Regions from separate parts of the Mus musculus genome. Here region 1 is linked to region 2. The links are chromatin contacts, called in public Hi-C maps. All regions are on one chromosome and are shown on one strand. The core of a region is the stretch at or near the end of the contact, and the rest is flanking DNA. Distances in the headings are between cores, read along the strand shown. Region 1 overlaps Stk10 (serine/threonine kinase 10). Region 2 holds the start of Il9r (interleukin 9 receptor).

What was found. A called contact is a pair of places that touch in the nucleus more often than the background predicts.
Region 1: a contact with region 2 is called in a Hi-C map of the G1E-ER4 cell line, with 4 times the contacts expected there. The contact joins the enhancer-like site here to the promoter of Il9r in region 2. A contact is called at or near these places in 1 of 39 promoter capture datasets (cranial neural crest), 2 of 484 Hi-C or Micro-C datasets (the G1E-ER4 cell line and fetal liver) and 1 of 115 datasets of contacts at active chromatin or transcription factors (pancreatic cancer cells).

What each region holds. Positions count from the first base shown.
Region 1 is chr11:32,551,473-32,558,002 of GRCm38.p6, reverse strand. Stk10 (serine/threonine kinase 10) reads right to left here. Exons shown (of 19, transcript NM_009288.2): 2 at 2,715-2,879. Among named protein-coding and RNA genes, the nearest start is that of Stk10, 21 kb to the right of the region's middle. Within about 2 kb of position 4,187, at least 165 of the 459 cell types and tissues checked have an H3K27ac peak or open chromatin away from gene starts, as enhancers often do. A contact at or near this core is called in the G1E-ER4 cell line and pancreatic cancer cells, where this site is marked.
Region 2 is chr11:32,195,226-32,201,825 of GRCm38.p6, reverse strand. Il9r (interleukin 9 receptor) reads left to right here and starts at 1,547. Exons shown (of 9, transcript NM_001134458.1): 1 at 1,547-1,635. The coding sequence starts at 1,608.

The DNA.
Region 1 (6,530 bases), core at 2,938-5,437, 350 kb before region 2:
ATGTCGATGAATGGGGGAGTTTGAATGTTGCAGCTCCAGAGCCAAATTATCTTAGGCCATCTTGGCCTTCTTAAAAAGCCATTCATTGCCCACCTATGTGTGTGAGATCTAATATCTTGTGACTATTATGCAAATCCTTCTAGAACATATAAACAAACAGGTTCCCAGCTTTCATGAATCCAAAGCTAAGAATGTTGTTAATCTGAGGACTAGAGGAGAGATTTCCCCAGTTTGTTGTAATTGCCTACCTGATTCTTGAATGAGTAGATGGTGGATAGGAGAGGGGTGTGTGTAGTGATGTGGGGAGGGGAGGGAGGGATGGAGTGATGGTGGGGAGGGAGAAAGAGGGATGTTGGGGGAGGGGCAGATGCAGTGATGGTGGGCAGGCGGTAGGAGGGTGGGCTGATGAAATGATGGTACACAGAAGAGTAGGCCAGGGGACTTCAGCTCACATGGGAAGTGGCTCTGTGATGCCAGTTTGGAAACAGACATTAAAAAAATCTAAAAAATTCTCAGATCTTTTCAAACAAGAAGGAAACAGCATTGCAGAGCCTCCCCAGAGCCGCAGGGCAGCTCTTGTGGGTACAGAGGACCCCATGGCCGTCCTCACACGGGACAGAACCAACCATGCCTCAACCAAGATGGCAAAGACACAGAGGCAGGCATGGTACTCAAGCTTATTTTAAAACTATGGCTGAAACATCTAGAAAATGCACTTTGAATGTCAGCAGTGGGCCCTCTGACAACAGCCTCAAGGAGGTTTCATCTTGTGCTTTTTTCCAGTGACCTCAGTCTCATTTCTTCTCTATCTGATTAAAAACAAATATTATCATCATTATTATGTGTGTGTGTGTGTGTGTGTGTTTGTACCTGTACATGCCACTGCATGTGTGGAGGTCAGAGGACAATGTGACAGATTTGAGAGTTTCTGCTCTCCAATCTATATGTGTGTGTGATAGGGGAAGCAAGTGACAGGGCACAGAGACTTGGGGTGGGGCGTGGGGGGAGCCTGGGCAGTGGGAGCTATGCCGTGGCCTGTGTGTGTCCCCTAAGAGTTCAAACACTGGAAGCCTGGTCCCCATTGCAGTGATGTTAGCAGAGAGTGGAGACTAGTCATGAAGTCACCCGAAACCTGAGATGCGCTCTGGCTGTCAGTACCACCATGTGATTTTCTTCAGCAAAGCCCTCTGGATTCCTACTGACCCCAGTCCATGCAGAGAGCCCAGCCAATCCTGGCACAATGGCCCTGAACCCCCAGAGCTATGCGCCAACTAAATGTCTTGTGTTCAAAAAGCCCCTCCTCAGGCAGCCCCTAGCTGTGGGCATGAGAGTCTAACACCAGCCGGGAGGGGAGGACCAACTCCCTGTCCCTTGGCCAGACTTCTTCCTCTTGCTGGCTCTATTCCTGCCTGGGAGATGAGCAATCATGAGGCCTAGTGAACTTCTCCTTCTTCCCGAGCAGCAGGATCTCTTTCTCCAATGAACCAGTTTTCTTCATTCGCACCAGTGAGTCGGGCATTCTGTCATTAAAAGCCAAGACTCTTGCTTCCCACTGGGCATGAAGAAAGCAAACCACCACGGGCCAGTAGCAAGTTCCCAGTGTTCTGAGACCTAACTAGACATGGAAAGACCTCCAAGGACACGAAATCACCACAGCAGTGTGTACCATGCCTAAAACATCCTTTCTGATCAATGTACACTTCTGAACCGACCCTCCCATCAACAGTGGCAAGACCTGGGCTCACACAGCCCCAGTGATGGCGGAGGTGCCTGAGGGCACTCAGCCGTGTCTCCAAATGTCTGCAGGATTCTGACAGTACGAGCTGTACCCAGAATTTACTTGAGATATTTCTTGCACACACATCACTTTGCTTCCTTAGTGTCTAGAGTTTGGAGGGGGATTATTTACATATGTGTGTTTTTACATATATGTATCTGTATATATAGACTATCAGTCTGGGATATAGCTCAGTGGCAAAGTACTTGGCATATACAAGACACTGGATTTAATCCTCCCCATTGGAAACACACACATACACACACACACACACACACACACACACACACACACACATACACACACATACACACACATAAACACACACACACACACACATACACACACACACACAGACACACACACACAGACACACACACACACATACACACACACACACAGACACGCACACACACACACACACACACACACACACACGAGAAAGGAGAGAGCAGAGAGACAAAGTTGGCAGAACACAGGTTCAGCAAGCTGCCCACTGTAGGGCATCTGGGTTTTGCCAGCTGAGAGGTATCAGCATGAGGCAGGCTGGTGACAGAGCTATCTGTAGGGCAGTCTCGACCCATGAAGCCAGTGGCGTCCCATGGCCCTTGCAGGAGCCAAAGGCTCACAGTGGGGGAGTACAGAAGCAGGAGATCTGTGACTCCTGCAAATGACACCAGATCAGCTCTCAGGTGCCCTGTCCATGTCTGGCCTCTGGGCACCTGTCCAGAACTCACTCACTGGACTTTGGAGTATTCCATGTCCAAGGCACCACAAGGTAAGAATTCCTCATGGAGCGCCATGTTCAGGCTCGAGAGGATGTCAGAACTCTCTCACACCCAAAGGCTTTACCAGGGAGCCCACTTCACCTTCTCCCCGCTGCAGCCCTGCCCACACAGCAGATGCTGACATGGCGCCCAGGCTGGCGCTCTCTTACCCAGAGCTTCCCATCATAGTAATAGGCCCCCAGGAGCTTCACGATATACGGGTGGTCACAGGTGGCCAGGATCTCTATCTCCACGATGTAGTCCTCCAGCTCCTCCTCGCTCTTGGTCTCTATGACTTTGGCTGCTGCCAGGGCACCGGTCTCCTTGTTTTTGGCCTGCAAAGGGGAGATGTGGAAGGTTACAGGGCAGGCTGGGCAGGAGACAGCCCCAGAAGGCTTCCCAGGCCCCCACACAAGTGTGAAAACAGAGTCCGATGTCCAAGGGGACACAGACGCTCCCGACAATGGCCAGAGCACGTGAGGTGTCAACACTGGGGAGCTCAGACCAGAGAGAACATTCTGTGTGTCTGATAAGGAAGTAAGATATAACCAAAAAAAAAAAAAAAAAAAAAAAAAAAAACCAAAAGAACTGTAGGCCTCGAAAGCTAAAGTGATGAACAGGATATTAACTCTGCTTTGCCAAAATTCGAAAAAGAGCGAAATAAGCCTGTAAACAGTTGGGTCCTGCCACTCCACCACACAAGAGGGACCTGGAAACTAGACACAAGACTCACAACTACCTCAGTGCCACCCCCCCCCCCCCAAGCTACCAGAGATGTTGCTAACAACCTTCAGCCTCTCTACCCTGGTGCTCACGAGGGCAGAGTTCACAGTGTTGACACAGCCCTAGAAGCCAGCAGCTGCTTGTCACTAACACAGGGGCAGTGGGTGCTCCACCAGCGCCTTTCTGGGGTGCCGTGCACCACACCCACTCTGACCTTTAGTGACAACTGTACACACCCCACCCAGGACAGTCCTTTCTGTGCATCTCCAGCCCCTGAGTGACAACACAAGTTCCCTCACAGGATCAAGCACGGCGACCCACACCTCAGATTCTCCAGCAAAGCAAGTCCGAGTTCAGAGAGGAGACATGCCTAGGACCTACACCTGGGTCATCTATCTTCGCAGATTCTCTACATTCCCCAGACCAGTGGTTCTCAACCTTCCCAACACTGCCACCTTTTAATAGACTTCCTCCTGTTGTGGTGACTCCAGCCATAGAATTACATCACTGCTGTTTCATAATTGTAATTTTGCTGGTGGTATGAATCATAAGTTTTTTCTTATCTGTGTTTTCCCCATGGTCTTGGATGACCCCTGCGAAAGGGTCATTTGACCCCCCACCAAAAGGGGTCATGACCAACAGGTTGAGAACCGCTGTTGCACACTATACAAGTTCATCCAATCACAGAGAAGCCTTTACAACCAGGTGACTTCACTCGCTATGCCTCGGGCCAGGCCCATTTAGGGTGACCAAACACTCAGACAGCTACCTGCTCCCTGCCCTCAGGAATTAAAATCAGGATGGAGAGGTGTCACCGATCCTGCAGAGAGGGACCAGGGTGGCTGCGATGGGTGTGGCCTCAGAAGGCACCAACCGCACCTTTGAGGAGGAAGTGGTGTGAAGGTTCCAACCAGCATTTGCCTGGCTGTTCTCATCTCAGGTCTTCCTATCTAAGCTGCTAAGAGCCCCAAACCCCCTGCAGGATGAGAACAGCTCCTCGTTTATGGGGGACAGAGTCCATTCCCCCTTGGCTGACACTTCTTAGGTGTGATAGCTCAGGCACCATCTCAATCACACTTCGGGGCAGTGCGGTTAGCAGTCCAGCTACTAAGCCTGCATGCGCCTGGTGACAGGCCCTCCCCCACCAAAATTCTTTTCGGAGTAGAAGTCAGGAAACCTCCAGAGCCCAGCCCAGGTCAGCAGGATGTGCGGAGGGGTCCTTTTTCCCTCAATTTTGAATGCTTGTTCAGAACAGCTTAAAAGTCCTCTAGAGAGGTGAGGAGTGTTGTCACATGCATTTAATCCCAGCACTAGGCAGGGCACAGGCAGGTAGATCTTTGAGTTGGAAGCCAACCTAACTCACTACAGAGTGAGTTCCATAACAACCAGGGCTACACAGAGAAACCCTGTCTGGAAAAGCGCCCCTCCCCCACATAAATCCATGAGATAAGCAGTTAGAGTCCCCCTCTCTCTTCCTCTCTGCCTTTCCTTTGGAGAGGCAGAGAGGAAGGGTGGGCCTTTGGGGGTGGCAGATTGAGGGTCAGGTGACCACAGCACCTTCTCAGCCACCATAAGCTAGGCAAAAGCCACCTATTAATCACTGCCCAGGCTGTGTGACACCTTTTCCTGAGTTCCCTGGAGGAATGAGGACTGTTTTCCACGAGTGCACGGAACCTGCTTTGCCTTACACTGTAAAAGGCGCATTGACCAAAGGGCCGGGCCTCCAGCAAGGAGCCAATATCAACACCAAGACGGCTCAATCGGTGCCCAGTGCCTTTCTCAGACTTCAGAAGCCAGAGCCCACCAGGGAGGGGCCACGCAGTGACTGTGCCAAAACCAAATTCCTTAAGAGCCTGGCTGAAACAACAGCCCAGTCCCAAAGAGCAGCAGAGGATGTTGCAACCCCAACCAGCCAGTGCTGCCCAGTGCCACCCAGACCTGGAGGGCAAATACCATTCTCAGTCAACAGAGGAGGCTGAGATTCAGACAGGCGTGTGAGTTTTGAAGGCCGGACCTGTCACAAGCCAGACTGCTCAGAGCACCAAATCACATCCAGAAGGTTTAGCTGCTCTAAGCTGAAGACCAATGGCAAGCACAGCCAGAACCAACCCCTCACAGCCAGGGGCCCCGACAGGTGCAGGCACTGAGCCTCCCACAGACACCGAGGCAGGCACTGGCCACATGCCTACTTCCCAGACAGCAGACCGAGGCCTGGAGAGGGGAGCATGGAGTCTAGAGCACTTGGATCTTGGGTTCAAAGACAATGTTAGGCCTTCTAGGGGTTGCTTGTTTGTTTGCTTGCTGCTTGTTTAATGTATGAGAAAATGGACGGTCAGTCAGGTGTGTGGCTGTAGTACCAACTCCCTGGAAGGCAGAGAGGCAGGAGCATCACTTGGCCCCAGGAGCTCCAGGCCAGCCTGGCCAACAGAGTGAGACCCCCGTCTCCATAAAAAGAGAAGCCACATATTGAGAAGGGTGAAATCACCATACAGCACCATACAGCTGTAGCCAACAGGACTCCCCCTGCACCCCCCTCCCGCCCCACCCCAGTGTTTCAAAGTCCTTGAACCTAATTGCTTTCCAGAGCTGCCGATGCAGTCAGCATGAGTTCTGTCTGGGGCTCCAGATCCCCTCTGTACAGTTGAAGGGTGGGGCACGATGCCCAAGCTCGCTCGCTCTCTCTCTCTCTCTCTCTCTGCTATGGGGAGACCCTGGAGAAAGGGCTGAGGGTCTGAACAAATGAAGTACACGCTGAAGAGAGCAGGCAGGATTTCCATTCGCATGCAGCATCAAGGCTTCAAAAAATCCATCTGTCAGTTGTATGGCAAGACCAGGGGCGAGGGGGATCCTCAGCCCTGCTGCTCGCTGGCGGTCTCTAACCTCAGAGCCCACACCCTTGAAAGCAGAGACAGTGGCCACTTGTGTTTTCTGGCTCAGACACTCTGTGGGAACAATCCTCCCAGTTGTGACAGCCTGGGACCCTGCCTCGAGGAGGTGGGGCCACTCTTCTAGGCCAGCCAGAAGCCCTGCCCTACCCCAGGGATACAGCCAGCCAGTTCATAAACTGAGGGATTACTGAGACCTGGTAACATGAAAGTCAGGGAGGGGACAGTCCCCAGATGGGTCCCATTTTTGGGCTTGGTTCTCTCCCTTCTTAAGAAATGGCTGATATCCCAGAATGCAGCAAGGCCTTTACTTTAGCCACAGCTCATAAACTCCCTGATTCCCATTCTCCAGATGGAGAAACTGAGTCCATAAAAAAG
Region 2 (6,600 bases), core at 298-2,797:
TTTTTTCTATATCTAATAGTCTTGTTTTTATTTTGAGAATTATGAATGACTAATATTTTTCTGCTTTTTTTTTTCTGGAGAATGATGATTTTTTGTTTCTGTATTTTTGAGTTAGGATCTCTAGCCTCGGATGGCCTGAAGCTCACTCCTGCCTCCTGAGTTCTGGGACTATAAGCATGGCCCACATCTGTTTTATGTGGCACTAGGGATTGCAGCAGGGCTTCAAGCATGCTGGGTAAGCACGCTTCCAGCCAAGCGACAGCCCCAGCCTCAGGGACAGCCTCAGACCCTTGTTTTGTTTTTTAAAGATGAGTGACCAAGGATGGTTTGGAACTTGTCATCCTCTTGCTTCAGTTCTCAGAGTACTGGGATCACAGGTGTGCGCTGCCACCTGTATGTGTATATAATGAGTATATATATATATATATATATATATATATATATACATATATATATATATATATAATTTATATGTAGTCTAGAGATCTTGTCTCAAAAATATAAAAATTACCGGTTTCCAGAGAAATAGAGCAGAATCTACAGTCTTAATAATGTTAATCATTTATAATTTTTAAGATCACCAGAAGACTTAGATGTATACATATATATGAGACAGGGTTGCACTGAGTACACAGTAGCTAGCCTCAGACTCACCAGAAGGGGGCATCAGATCCCATTACAGATGGTTGTGAGCCACCATGTGATGTGGTTGCTGGGAATTGAACTCAGAACCTCTGGAAGAGGAGTCAGTGCTCTTAACCACTGAGCCATCTCTCCAGCTCCCCCCTCTCTTTCTTTTTCTTCCCTTCCTTCCTTCCTTCCTTCCTTCCTTCCTTCCTTCCTTCCTTCCTTCCTTCTTTCCTCCCTCCCTCCCTCCCTCTCTCCCTCCCTCCTTTCTCTTCTCTTCTCTTCTCTTCTCTTCTCTTCTCTTCTCTTCTCTTCTCTTTTCTTCTCTTCTTTCTTTCTTTCTTCTTGGAGGGGGCTGCTTTGAGACAGGGTTTTTCTGTGTAACATAGCCTTGGCTGTCCTGGAACCAACTATGTAGATGAGGCTGGCCTTGAGCTCACAGAGATCTGCCTGCCCCTGCCTTCTGAGTGCTGGGACTAAAGGTGTGCACCATCATGATGCATTACTGGTTTTCCTTGACTTAGTCTCTCTTTATATTTAGCACTCAGTGACTGCCAGTGCTTTCGTCTCAGAAGAACCTCGAAGGGGAAAACCCTAGGCTAGGTCCTGCTCAAGCACTGCTCTGCTCTCCGACCTTGCCTCCTGTGCTGACCCAGTGGCATTGCCCGGGAGGATGTGCATACTCTGTCACTCAGGAGATAAATGTCTGCCATCCGTGCGTGGCAATGCTCAGTGTCACAGAGTGAGAGCTTATCCGTCCTCACCATTCTTTGGCTTGCAGCAGGTGGCGACAGGCATCTCTGAGCTCTGTGGAGGACAGTAGCTCTGTGATGTCTTGTGGTTTTTGATGTGGGTGGGCCGTGTCAGCCTGCTGAGAGACTCATCTCTCTTATCTCCTGGATCAGGTAAGGGGCTTTGCAGTGCACCCAAGGACAGTTGGCAGTAAGTCACCTCCTGGCTGGGGCTGCCTGAGACTCTCCATGGCCCTGGGAAGATGCATTGCGGAAGGTGAGTCTGTATTTAGGGCTCCCTTGACGTAAACTTGAGGAGGCAAGAGAACTGTGTCCTCGGCAATGTGGGTGACATCACCCTCCTTTGACCTTGTCTGGTGTACTGGTCTTGACTATCTCCCAGACATGGTATCTTTCCAGAGATAATCATGAAAAGAGAAATTACAATGTTTGGGGCTGGGGGTGGGGGCCGTGAGGTTGTCTTTTGGTCAGTATGTCCATCCCCCAGGCAGGAAAGGGAAGGGCACCAAGTTGGCCAGGCTGTGTTATGGAAGAAGCTTTGCTTTATCCATGGTTGAGCTTTTTATGGGGGAACAAAACCTAACCGCTTAGGCCCAGGGTTGGTAAAATCCCTCTAAACCTCCAGATCTTTTGAAAATGTCATGGTAGGAGAGGATCTGGGAGGCCATGTGTACACGTGGGATTCCAGGTTAGCTCTGTGGGGCTGGAAGGGGGGAGGGCATGTGTAGATAAGTAGAATTCTGTTTCTGGGTTACTGAGCTTCAGAGGTCTTTCTGCTGGGATCCCCCTCTATCCCCCACCTTGATCTACCTCGGACACTAATGCTCTGGGCTTACTCTTGGCCAGGGCTCGGCCTCCCAGGAGTAAATTATAACCCACGACACCCACTCTGGTGAAAAAGGTATGGATACCACCACGAGAGGCAGGGTGGTTTTGGTGGGAGGTGGGAGGGGCATTTTTATTATGGAGTTGGGCTGTGCAAGAGACTCAGTATCAGGTGCTCAGCCTGGATTACCCAGCAGGCTTAGTCAGCTTCGCCTGCAAGTGGCTGCCCCTGGGGAGGCCCCTGCTAGTGCAGGGAGCACAAGGCACAGCAGGCAGGCACTTCCTCACGGTGGCCAAGGGAGCACTGGAGCACCATTTCCTCCCACCCACCCACCCTGCAAGTGTACAGCATCAGTTCATCTGCCTGAGTCCTGTCCGCAGGCTGGGCTGCTTGTTCCGGTGCTGAGGGGCACAGAGCTGGCTGAGCCTGGATGCAGTCTTCCCATCAGGCAAGGGAGCTGGGCTGGAAGATGGGCAAGTGCTTTAGGATGGGTAAAAGGGGAGGGAGCGGCAGAGTAACAGTGCCGGGAGGAACTCCCCACCCCCACCCCCACCCCCCCACCCCCACCCCCAACCACTTCCCTGTGCTCTCAGACTCATCCTTCTTTTCTTCCCTGGTCCTCCGCCACTTCCGGATCCAGCCTCTTCTCCAGCCACAGTACCACAGACTTCTACCCCGCTAGTTGCCTCTTCTGCAGGCAGTGTGTGGGAAGGTGCTTTTGAGGGCATCTTTCTCTGCTCCTTCTGGTCTGCTACCTTGTCCTCGCCCAGTCGGTCTGCTGGCCCCATCCTTTAGGCTGTTAGCATCCAACTATATCAGCTCATCAATGTCCTCACACACCGTGCATAGCACAGGGATCCCCCTGGTTCTAGAGGAGGACCTCACAGTCTGCTGGCATTCAAAGGGAAGCTGGATCCTGTGCCCACCTCCAGCCCCATTTCCTGACACAGCTTGCATATGTCACAGGCCCCTGATACTTCTGGAGAGCAGGGCGGCTGCACTGCTGCCTCCACCTCTAGAGAGAAGCCACTGCTGGATAAGGTTGACACACAGAGCAGCCTTCTTCTGTCCTCCATTTCTGTGGGCTTTGCAAGTGGGCAGGAGAATAGGGAGTTCCCCCACCCCGGCAAGATAGGGAACAGGGCCTGGGGATATAACTCGATCGGTAGGTGCATGCGCAGCGTGCACAGGGCCTTGGGTTCAATACCCAGTGCAGGGGAAAAAGAAACGATAAGAGGAGACAGGGAGACGGTGTGGTGGTTAAGAGAACTTGATGTTCTTGAGAGACCCAGTTTCTGTTTCCAGCACGAACATAGTGGCTCGTTCCCATCTGTAGACATGCACATGGTACATAGACATACACACAAGCAAAATGTTCATACATGTAAAAGAAAATAAGTAAGCCTAGAAAAAAAAATAAAAGAAAAAAGTTATAAGAAGGATCCAGGCCAATGGCACAGATCTGCCATTTCAGCTAGCTGGGAGGTTAAGGCAGTTCAAGGCCAGCCTGGGCTACTTGGTGAGACCCTGTCTTCATTAGGTTTCTTATTGCTACGCTAAAACACTGTGACCAAAAGTAGCCCAGGGACGAAAGGGTTTATTCTGTTTACACTTCCACATCAAAGTCCATCTTCAAAGGAAGTCAAGGCAGGAGCTGATGGTGGTGGTGGTGGGGAGCATAGAGGAGCAGGCTGTTCTTGGCTTGTACCTCATGGCTTGCTCCACGGCCTGCTTTCTTTTACACCCCAGGACTACCAGCCCAGGGATGGCTGGCTCTGCCACTTCAATCACTAAACAAGAAAATGTACTACAGACTTAGCTATAGGCAAATCTTAGGGAGGTATTTTCTTGAGAAATGTTCTTCCCAAATGACTCTAGCTTGTATCAAGTTGACATAAAATTAACCAAGATAGACCCTGTCTCAAAATAAAAAGTAAAAAAGAGGACCTGGAGTGTAGCTCAGGGGTAGAGTATTACAGTACCTCCTGCATGAGTCGACACAGATACAGACACACAGACAGACAGACAGACATACAGCAGGGCTTGGCTGCGACTCCTTGTATAGTTCTTACCTCCACAACTGTGTTGTTGTTGTATTATCATTGATTTTGTTTGTGAGAGGCTGAGAGGGCTATGTTGTCAGGCCTGTTGTGAAAAGCCTTTGCTGGGCAGAGGTGGGAGCTTCACGGGAGGACTACATGCCAGGGAGCACTACACGCCAGGAACATCTATCCCAAGATGGTGGGTGTTGCTCTCTTTAGCTTCTCACATGGTTCTATGGCCTGGTGTGTCTGATTTGTGGTCAGATGTTTTTGGTCCCAGCCCAGCTTCTTCAAGGACCAGTAAGTATTCATTCAGTTGTCTCCCTCTGTCCTAGGCACCTGGCCCAAAGTCTGTCTCTCAAGGTAGGGAAGCCCCCTGTCAGTGGTCTGTCCAAACCCATGGTGGTCAACCTCCAGGGAGAAAGAGGCTTATGCTGCCCACGACTTTGGCCTCATTTGTTAGGTCAAGCCCCAGGACTCACACATTGCTTTCAGGATGTTCATAGATGTTGTGGGAGTTTGTGGGACCCCTCCCCCAAGCAGAAGAGCCAAGAAAGTTATGTGCTGGTCGAGTCTCCGGGTTCTCTGGGTTTCTGTTTTCTCATCATTAGATGGTGACCCCACCCTCCCCGAGTCACCCAGTGCGGATGGAAATGCTCTCCACCCACATGATGGCTTTATTGCATCAGATTGAATCGGGCCACTTCTAACTCTGGTGCACTTGTCTCTATCCTTGGCTAGAAAAGGGGTACACTGGGCTGGAAGTCACCCCAGTCCCCCTTTCTCACGGGTCAGCCTGATACTGCCATGAACTGGTTCCCTCCAGTGGTGGCAAAGTTATCCCTGAGGACTGCGTCAGTTCTCAGCTGGACATGGTGACAGTGCTAGTCCTCTCTCCAGTTCTGTCACTTGGGGATCCTGCTCTCATATGCTCCAGGACTGGGCTGGGATTCTCATCCCCACTTTGCCAATAATTATCCCAAGAGGAGACAGACACTGCCCAGATAGCTTAGCTTTGATGCCCTTGGTGACCCAGGTTCTATGTTCTATCCCAGAGGAAGACAAAGCCTTAACGGGTCTGTCTAGAGATACAGGAGGCAGGCTCCTGGGCCGTGGGCTGAAGTTAACACAAGTCCGAGTTGAGGTCGTGCAGTCGGGGTTTTGGGTAGGTGGGTCAGAGTGCTGTCTGCGGAGGCGGCGCTGTGGCCTCTGTACATGTGCTTCCTTCTTCTCTATCAGTGATCAGGCTTGTATAACAAGGGTGGCCCTGTTTCCTGCTCAGAGGCTATCAGTGAGCCATCTGCAGATGCAAATGACTCTTCTGACAGGGCCTCAGTAGAATCAAGTAACCAGGCACTTCCTAAGGCTTAGCTTCTGGTCTCCATCCACTTGTGGCTCCCCAGGGTTCTCAGGGCTCAGGGGCTCACTCTTTTGTGAGGCAGCTGAGAACAGTGGGTGACAGGCAGCTTTGTTATCTAGGCATCTGCTGCCTGTGTTTCCAGGACGGAACTCTGGGGTGAGCCTCTTTTAGGAGTTAACAGAGAAGAGAATGCATACCGGCTTGCCCTGTGACCCAGAGAAGAGCCCTGGCCCTCTTTGTGACTCCACTTCTGCCTTGTGAATGAACAGCCTTTCACATGACAGTTGTCAGAACCTAGGCAGAGCTGGTGTGGTGGCTCATGCCTTTAACCCCGGCATCCCAGCACTCAAGAAGCAGAGGCTGGAGGATCTCTGAGTTCGAGTCCAGCCTCTTCTACATCATGATTCCACAACAGTCAGAGATACATAGAGAGACTCTGTCTGAAACCTCCTTAATGTCCCTCCAACAACTATAACAGAAAAAAAAAAAAAGCAAGCCAGAAAGTGCAGGTTTGGCAGAGCCTAGGGTAACATGGAGGGTGGCATGAGAGTGTGGACATGCTGCTGTCAGAGCCTGGGATCATGAAGACCTGAGTGGGAGGGGACAACCAGCATGGAAGGTCCCAGCCTTTGGTTGGTTGGGCCAAGGGGCTTTTCTACCCCTCAGCTAATCAGGGAAGCTGAGAGATGTGTGCAGTCCTGTCCACAGGACACATTAAAGGTACCTGCTGGGCAGAATCGTGTGGGAAGCATACCTCCTGCAGGGTGCCCAGCAAAGGGAGCACTTCCCACAGGGGACGCCTCCCACAGCAGTGCCTAGCATGGGGGACGCCTCCCACAGGGTGCCTAGCACAGGGGACACCTCCCACAGCAGTGCCTTGCACAGGGGATGCCTCCCACAGCAGTGCCCAGCACGGGGGACACCTCCCACAGCAGTGCCCAGCACGGGGGACACCACCTCCCACAGCAGTGTCTAACATAGGGAACGCCTCCC